Regions from separate parts of the Rattus norvegicus genome. Here region 1 is linked to region 2. A link is a contact called in public Hi-C data. All regions are on one chromosome and are shown on one strand. The core of a region is the stretch at or near the end of the contact, and the rest is flanking DNA. Distances in the headings are between cores, read along the strand shown.

Evidence for each region. A called contact is a pair of places that touch in the nucleus more often than the background predicts.
Region 1: a Hi-C map of the A7r5 cell line shows a contact between it and region 2, with 1.9 times the contacts expected there. The contact joins the enhancer-like site here to the promoter of Ddah1 in region 2. A contact is called at or near these places in 2 of 12 Hi-C or Micro-C datasets (the A7r5 cell line and hepatocytes).

Annotation. Positions count from the first base shown.
Region 1 is chr2:237,456,775-237,460,604 of GRCr8, forward strand. Ddah1 (dimethylarginine dimethylaminohydrolase 1) reads left to right here. Exons shown (of 6, transcript NM_022297.3): 6 at 1,031-2,867. The coding sequence ends at 1,147. Among named protein-coding and RNA genes, the nearest start is that of Bcl10, 42 kb to the right of the region's middle. Within about 2 kb of position 2,162, at least 15 of the 93 cell types and tissues checked have an H3K27ac peak or open chromatin away from gene starts, as enhancers often do. A contact at or near this core is called in the A7r5 cell line, where this site is marked.
Region 2 is chr2:237,325,772-237,329,309 of GRCr8, forward strand. Ddah1 (dimethylarginine dimethylaminohydrolase 1) reads left to right here and starts at 2,041. Exons shown (of 6, transcript NM_022297.3): 1 at 2,041-2,452. The coding sequence starts at 2,150.

The DNA.
Region 1 (3,830 bases), core at 912-3,411, 130 kb after region 2:
TGGATCATACACTTTCCTGTGCCAGGGTTGTTAACAATGCAGGTTCCTGGGCCCCCCAGCCTAGACTACACTATGAACAAGCTGCAAGTCCACAGACCCCACTTTGAGGACCTCATGCCTCTTCAGCGTCATTGGTCACCTAGCAACGGAATATCATTAACTGCCTCTCAGTTCAGCCCTGTGTCCATCAACAGTAGAATCACATCAGTAACACCCTTGTTTGCCAAGGGTCTTTCTGGGCCAGGCGTTGTGCAGAGCACTTCCTAAGCTTGTCTTTAGTCCCTGGAACAGCCCTAGAGTAGTAGTGGCCCAGCCTTCCAGAGGAGTGAATTAGCCTGGAAGGACTGCCATGTCACTGAAATGGCAGTAGTAAGTTGATGGCCCTGGATTTGGAGCCCAGCTGGCTCCTGCACCCTAACCAGTGTCCTGAGTTTTAAGGAATGCAGTGTTTCTGAAAGAATGAGGCCGGGTTGTTTTTAAACAGCGTTTTCAAGTAACTTTGTTTTTTAAAGTGTGTTTTTGATCACTGGGGGGGGGGGGGTGGAATCTATGGACAGTTAATTGGATGTTTTGACACATACTTTCCATTACGGTTGAAAGATGCTATAAAATTCACACCTATAATTTAAACACGGTGTGGCCAGCAGCACACACTCAACTTACATTCTGTCTCATTTTCCTGGTAGAGTCAGCCAGGAAAGGAACACGAAAGTGTAGTTAGGAGTGCATCAAAGTGAAGGGAGGGGCGGGGATGTTCAGACGGAGCACTGGATTCAGGAATGACCATGGCGGACACGTCCAGCAGCGGTCACGTTGGTGATCCTTCATCTGGAAGTTAAAGCATAGAACAAGAGGTCAACCGTTGGTGGTCAGCTCTGGGGTGGGTCTGTGGGCGTGTGTGCCTTGGGCCTAAATGACTGAAAAGCATGGATAGGTGAACTGAATTAATTCTCTGTCCCTGAGGGCGATGGCATATGCCAGGATGTAACGCACTTTCTCCTCTTCCTTCTCGACTCCCACTACCTCATAGGTTTATGAGAAGCTCAAGGACCATCTACTGATCCCTGTGAGCAATTCTGAGATGGAAAAGGTGGACGGCTTGCTCACCTGCTGCTCCGTTTTTATTAACAAGAAGACAGACTCTTGAGCGGAAGAGTCCCTCCCGAGCGGCCGGCGAGTGGCCTAGGCCAGGCTGATGATGGCTCTGTACCCATTCCTCCTGTTTCCTTTGACAATCTACTGTGCCACTAACTCTTGTTTACAAAGAATTCCAATCTTAATCGCCTCATTTCCCCACACCCCCCTCTTCCTCACGGGGCCCCCTAACCTGTGCACACATTTGCTCAATGAACTAAGCAACCTAGGAAATACAGAACTAACGAATCATTGGAATGTGATTGATAGCGTGGAGGCACTCACTCCAGCCTCTGTGTCCTTAGTGTGGGAATAGTTTAGATGCAGGGCATCCTGAAGGACTGACCTCCTGGGCAGACAGATAAACAAGCAAGGGACTTTCTTTGCTTCATGAGTTGCGTTTGGTTCCTGTGAGAGTCCTGAGAACGTGGATTTTTTCCCATTCCCCTCTCTTCTCACCTCTAAAACACTTTCTTCCAGGTCTTCCTTTGGCCTTCCTCACTTCTTTCGTAATCACCTTGAACCTGGATTTATCCAAGGTCTCGAACTCTGGATACCCTCCTAACGTCCACCCTGTCTACGTGCAGTCCTCTCCTCCTCACAGCCACAACTTCTGCCACCACCAGCAAATCAGAGTGGCTGGTTGGAGACGAGGGACCTCACAGAGGCACATCCTGACAGGGTTTCCCATTAGCACACCTAGGAAGGTAAATTCAGGTGGTTGATACAGGATGTTAGATACAGAAGCCTAGAAACACCCCCATGGGTACATCTCAGAGAGACTGAGTCACTGCCATGATTTTGCCTCATGACTGGTCCTATAGGAGCGTGGAGGAAAGTCTTTCTCCACCCCACCACCTCCCCCTTTTTCAGCTTCCTTCTGACTCAACCTTGTATCTACCCCCTTAGAATCACCATGATTTTGAAAAGTCATTTCCTTCAAAAAAAGGCAGAACATCTAATGATTGTTGACGGTCTGGTAAGAGCTAGAGGGAACTGCCTCCACCCAAGGCCTAGGAGCACAATCAGGAAATGGTTCCTAAAGTCAACTTCAAACAATGTGTGAGTCTCCTTTGAAATATCCATGACTGTTTACTGTGGAATTCAACCGAAACTTCAAATTACACAACTTTCAGCAGACGCAGGTCTCTCACAGGGAACAATACCACAGCAAAGGAATTCCTTTCTTGAAAGCTGAAACAGGCCAAGGACATGGTACCTTACAAGGCACGGTGACCCAGCCAGGCATCTCATCAAACTTCTGGTCACTTCTACCTTGGCTGTATAGCCTGCAGTCTGTCATTCGATATTTAAAGTTGGGGAGACAAAGGCTATGTCAGCTCTAGCTCTCCTTACCTCTCTTTGTGATCAGTGTTTCTTCTAGTGAAGGCAAGAGAGACTGGGCCTCATCTCGTCCCCCTCAGTGGCCGGAAGTGAGAAAATCAAGACTTCCTTTACCGCCCTTCTCTTAGTTGGCAACCTCTCTGAAGAGGTCTCCATCTCTCCCTTGCTGTCTAACTCTAGACTCATATCGCATGCCAATATCTAACTGTACACCCTGTGAATGAACCATATCCTGGTCACTGTCACATTTCACAGCGTATCACAGGTGAACAGTTATGCCTTCTCCAGGGCAAGGGAATATGAGACAGTTGCCTAAATTCATAAAGAAAAATTGTTCTCAGCCATTATGGTTGCCTTGAGGGGTTAAAGTTGACCCCACCTACACTAGCAAAAAAAAAAAATTCTTAATTGTGGGAAGTGACCATCTCAAAATCAACCACAGGAAAAACAGCCCACTCTACACATACCAGCATATAATTGTCACTGACGCCTCTTCTATCATCCCGGTTCCAGAACTGTCCTCAATGATATTTAGTCAATTACAAGGGATTAGGTTTCTTTCATGGTGACAGTTTCTTCTACCAAAGGTGGCTTTCCATTCCCCTTTCCTTTTGCATCCCTCTTTCCTTGTTTGTCCTGAGAAATTGACGAGAGTCCCTGCCTCCTCCCCATCTTATTCTGCTCTTGGACTCCCTGTGTGATACAGTGATGTGAAAACTCAAAATACATGCAGCACGGCTCCTGTGAGGTCCTCATCAGCGTGATGAAAGGGAAAGATGTCTTTACCCAAGTTCCCTTTGTGTCTCACGGAGACGGGAAGACTAACAAGAAGGCTTCTTAACATCGTAAAGACATGAGTTCCGTTGAACTAAGTATATAGGTTGGGTTAGAATGAACGGGTCCATGTGGGTTGGTCTAGTGAAGAGATGAGCTAGATGCAATGTGTCATTTAGCGTTATGTCTTTAACCGGTGGGCTGCTGTAAGAATCGGTGGCAGTTCTCTCTCTGCCGTGTGTTAATTGCTCTGGAACGCTACTAGGACCCGAATACTAAGGCCACATCTCTACGTCTCTAAGAAGGGGAAATAAGATAGGCTTTAGTCTCACAGTGTGGCCTAGGTGGGGTTGCATGTTACTCCCTAACACGCTACAGAATTCAGACATAGTTTCTGTGTGGTGGTAGGTCTGTGCTTTTTTTATCGTCTTGCCTGCCATCTTCCAGCCAGTGTATGGTTTATCCAGTCTGTGTGCCAAAGCCAGCCATGTCTCCCACGACCCGTTAGTCCAGAGGAGTTCTGCCCCAACACTAGTTTCCAGCTGCCCACTCCTAATGTACACCAATCAAGACAGAAT
Region 2 (3,538 bases), core at 791-3,290:
CTTAAAATATACACGCAAAAGGTTGATGCGTATGCTGGATGCCACAGCTAGATTTCAAAACATTAGACAAAAAAAATCAAATAAGAGTGTTTCTAAGTTCACATTCAAATCATAAGTGTGTATAAGTACATAGGCATGTTTATGTACAGTATATATGTATATTCATATATGTATGTGTACTATATGTGTGAGTCCATATATGTGTGTGTATCCATATATGTGGGGAGGGGTTTACCCAAGACAAGAGTTTCTTATGTATCCACTACTGGCCTAGAACACATTGTGTAGACAAGGCTAGCCTCAAGCCTCCCTCTGCCTCCCTAATACTTGGGTTGCAGGTGCAAGCCACCACACCTCGTTCAATCATAATACTTGATTGTCGAAAAGACCTTTAAGTTAATATGCTGCAACACATGGGGGAGAAGGCTATTGCCTTAGATTATTTCAGAGGTGCGGCCTGGATTTTGTAGATGGTCCCTTGAGAAGAGCACATCCCCCAGATTATTTAAACTGTGATGTGTGGAAGAGGAAAAAAGTACAGGTTTTGTATCACTACCAAACAAAGCACAGATTCTTGAGAGGCAAAGAAAAGGGAAGGTCAACAAGTAACAGGATTTCCCAACGGTATGTGCCCAAAGGAAGGGCGAGGCTGGAAGGAAGCTGGGATCTCCTTCCCAAGGTCAAGGAACTGAATTGTCACGGTGTGCACAGATCTATTGTAGGGACAAAATGCTAGCTCCATGCTTCTGGCAGATCTGTAGGCTCTGGAAACAAACATATTGGAATCACATTTTCTTCTGAACTGACTGTACTGGGAAAAGCATTCTAGGGTCACTCTTTGTTACCTGAGCTTTAGGGAGTCCCCATGGGCTAAGCTCTGGCACCGGTCCCCAAAAGAAGAGTGTTGGTAAACAGCAGAGAATGATTTAATCAACGTGGCTTCATAAAGGGGTTCAGAGACTCCCAAGTCCACATTTGGAGTCCTGACAAGAGCGTTACCTGGAGGAAGGGTTGGGGGAGGGGCGAGAGGTTTGTCCAGTTTGGCAGTTCTGGTGAGCAACAGCTGGGTTGATGTTATGCAGTCTCCATTGTTTAAGGTAGTTGTGGGAACTGGATGAAGTGGTGGATCCTTCTTGGACAGGGTGCTGTAAGCCCGTCAGGGGTGAAATGTCGTCCAAGCTCTGCTGTGAACATGGGTTTATTATAACAGTGACTTCGAAGTGCATCTTGGGAAGCCTGGAATAGGACATTGTTAAAGCCCACAGTATCATCCCTCAGTTTATCTCTGTGCCTTCAGCCTTGAATGGGGATGAGATAGACCAGGTATGCTGGTATGCTGGTTTCTAGATAGACACTCCTTTATTCACTGGCAAGCCTAGTGCAGTTAAACAGACGTGTTGGAGCAAAACCAAAGGCTTCCCTCCCACTTCTAATTGCCTTGTGGGCTTGAAGTTTTGCTGGTTTCCCCCCTCCCTGGAAAAAGGTTCCTAGATACTTATTGTGTCTGTGTGTCTGTCTCTTGGGTTACTCTTTCTCGTGGGTGCAAAGAAATGCATTCTTTGTACAATACTGAGTTTCATGTGGAGCAGTAGGTCAGTTTGGAAAAAGTCGAGACAATATGGGTGAAGACAGGCTGCCACGCTGGGAACCGAGGTTCCACGTGCTGGGTGATGAGGGATGAAGAAAGAGGGAAAGTTTGTCCATAAACAATGGCCCTTCACCTGGTTGGCTAATCATAAAGTCCTCTCCAGCAGGTCCAGTAAAGCACTGCCCAATTTTCAGGTCCTCATGGGGGACCATATGAGGCGTGCACCTGCGGTGAGATACACACACTAGACCCATGGAGAGAGTCATTGATGACAAGTCCCTGGCCTCCGCATCCCGACTGACCCAGGCTGGCCTGGCGCAGATGCGGGGAGCGCCGGAGTAGGCGCGCGGGCGCTGGGCCGGCGCCCGGAGCTCTGGGCATGCTCAGTGGCGCGGGCAGGGCTCCGGGCGCGAGCCAGGCTCCCGCAGCAGCACATTCATCCGCTGCCAAGAGGAGCCGCCGGGCGCTCGCAGGCTCGCAGGCTCGCAGGTTGGGCGCGCGCTGCTCTCGGGAAGACCCGGCCACCGAGCCAAACCCCGCCGCCGCCTCTCCGCGCGAGCCATGGCCGGCCTCAGCCACCCCTCGGTCTTCGGCCGGGCCACCCACGCCGTGGTGCGGGCTCCGCCCGAGTCCCTGTGCCGCCACGCGCTGAGGCGCTCCCAGGGCGAAGAGGTGGATTTCGCTCGCGCTGAGCGCCAGCACCAGCTCTACGTGGGCGTGCTGGGCAGCAAGCTGGGGCTGCAGGTGGTGCAGCTGCCGGCCGACGAGAGCCTGCCTGACTGCGTGTTCGTGGAGGACGTGGCCGTGGTGTGCGAGGAGACCGCCCTCATCACCCGCCCCGGGGCGCCTAGCCGCAGGAAGGAGGTAAAGGGCCAGCCCCCAGGCAGGCGAGGCGAGGCGAGGGGCGCGGCCGAGGGGGGACACGCGTGGAACCCACCCCACGGGCTCAGTTCCTAACTTCCCTCTGCGGGACTCTGGGCGGCTCATCTGGGTGTGGGAGATCCGAGCCAGATAACTTCATTGTTCACACCTTCTGGCTGTTGGGGAGCCTTCGAGTGGATCTCGGTTGGGAGTGTGGTGACGCGGACTCAGGGCAGGTGGCTGGCTGGGGACCCATAGCGCCAGCTTTTCTACCTTGCAAATTACACAGCGCTGAGAACAATGCTGCTCTGTTTCCTTGCCAATGAGGACCGAGAAGGGTCCTACAGGAGGGCAGGTCGAGGCTGGGGAGGGGGGTGTCCCCCAAGTCCCTCAGGGGATTCCTTTGGGGTACTCCTGGCAGGCCAGGCCAGGCCGGGTGACATCAGGCAGAGTCTGTGCCCAGCGATCTGAGAAGTCCAAGTTACTTTTCAGTGGTGGCGAGTGAGTCTTGAAGAACGCGCCTGGCAAGCGAATGTGTTCAGCGTTTTGTTATTGAACTGCGTTTAAATGTGTGTGTGAATGGGCCAGGTTTGAAAAGCTGTCCTTGCTGCGGGGTGTTGGGCGTGTGTGTTTCATTAGCAGTGGTAGTTTTTTGTTTTTTGTTTTTTTTTTTAACAAGTTCTGTAATTTTAAAATCTCTCTCTCTCTCTCTCTCTCTCTCTGCAATTAAGACTGCTTTTTGTCTTCTTCAAGGGGCACGAGAGAGTGCCTAACATTATCGTATCTTGCAGAAATGTTTGTAACTGCTTTAAAAATAATGTAGGTTAGTGGGAGAGAGACACAGACACACGAGATTAGATTTTAAATTGCCATCTGGCCTGGGATTTTTCTCACTGCCAGGAAAGAGCCCAGGCTCAAGATTCTCCCTCACTCTTGGCATCCAGCAGCGTGACAAGATGCAGGTGGTTTCTTTCCTATCTGGAGAGATTTCTGTCAGGTTGGAAGTAGTGCCTTGGGCTTATGGCTTACATATGCTTAGTTCTCACTTGTTCTGCTTGCCTGGTGAACCCCTGGAGTCTGAGTACAATC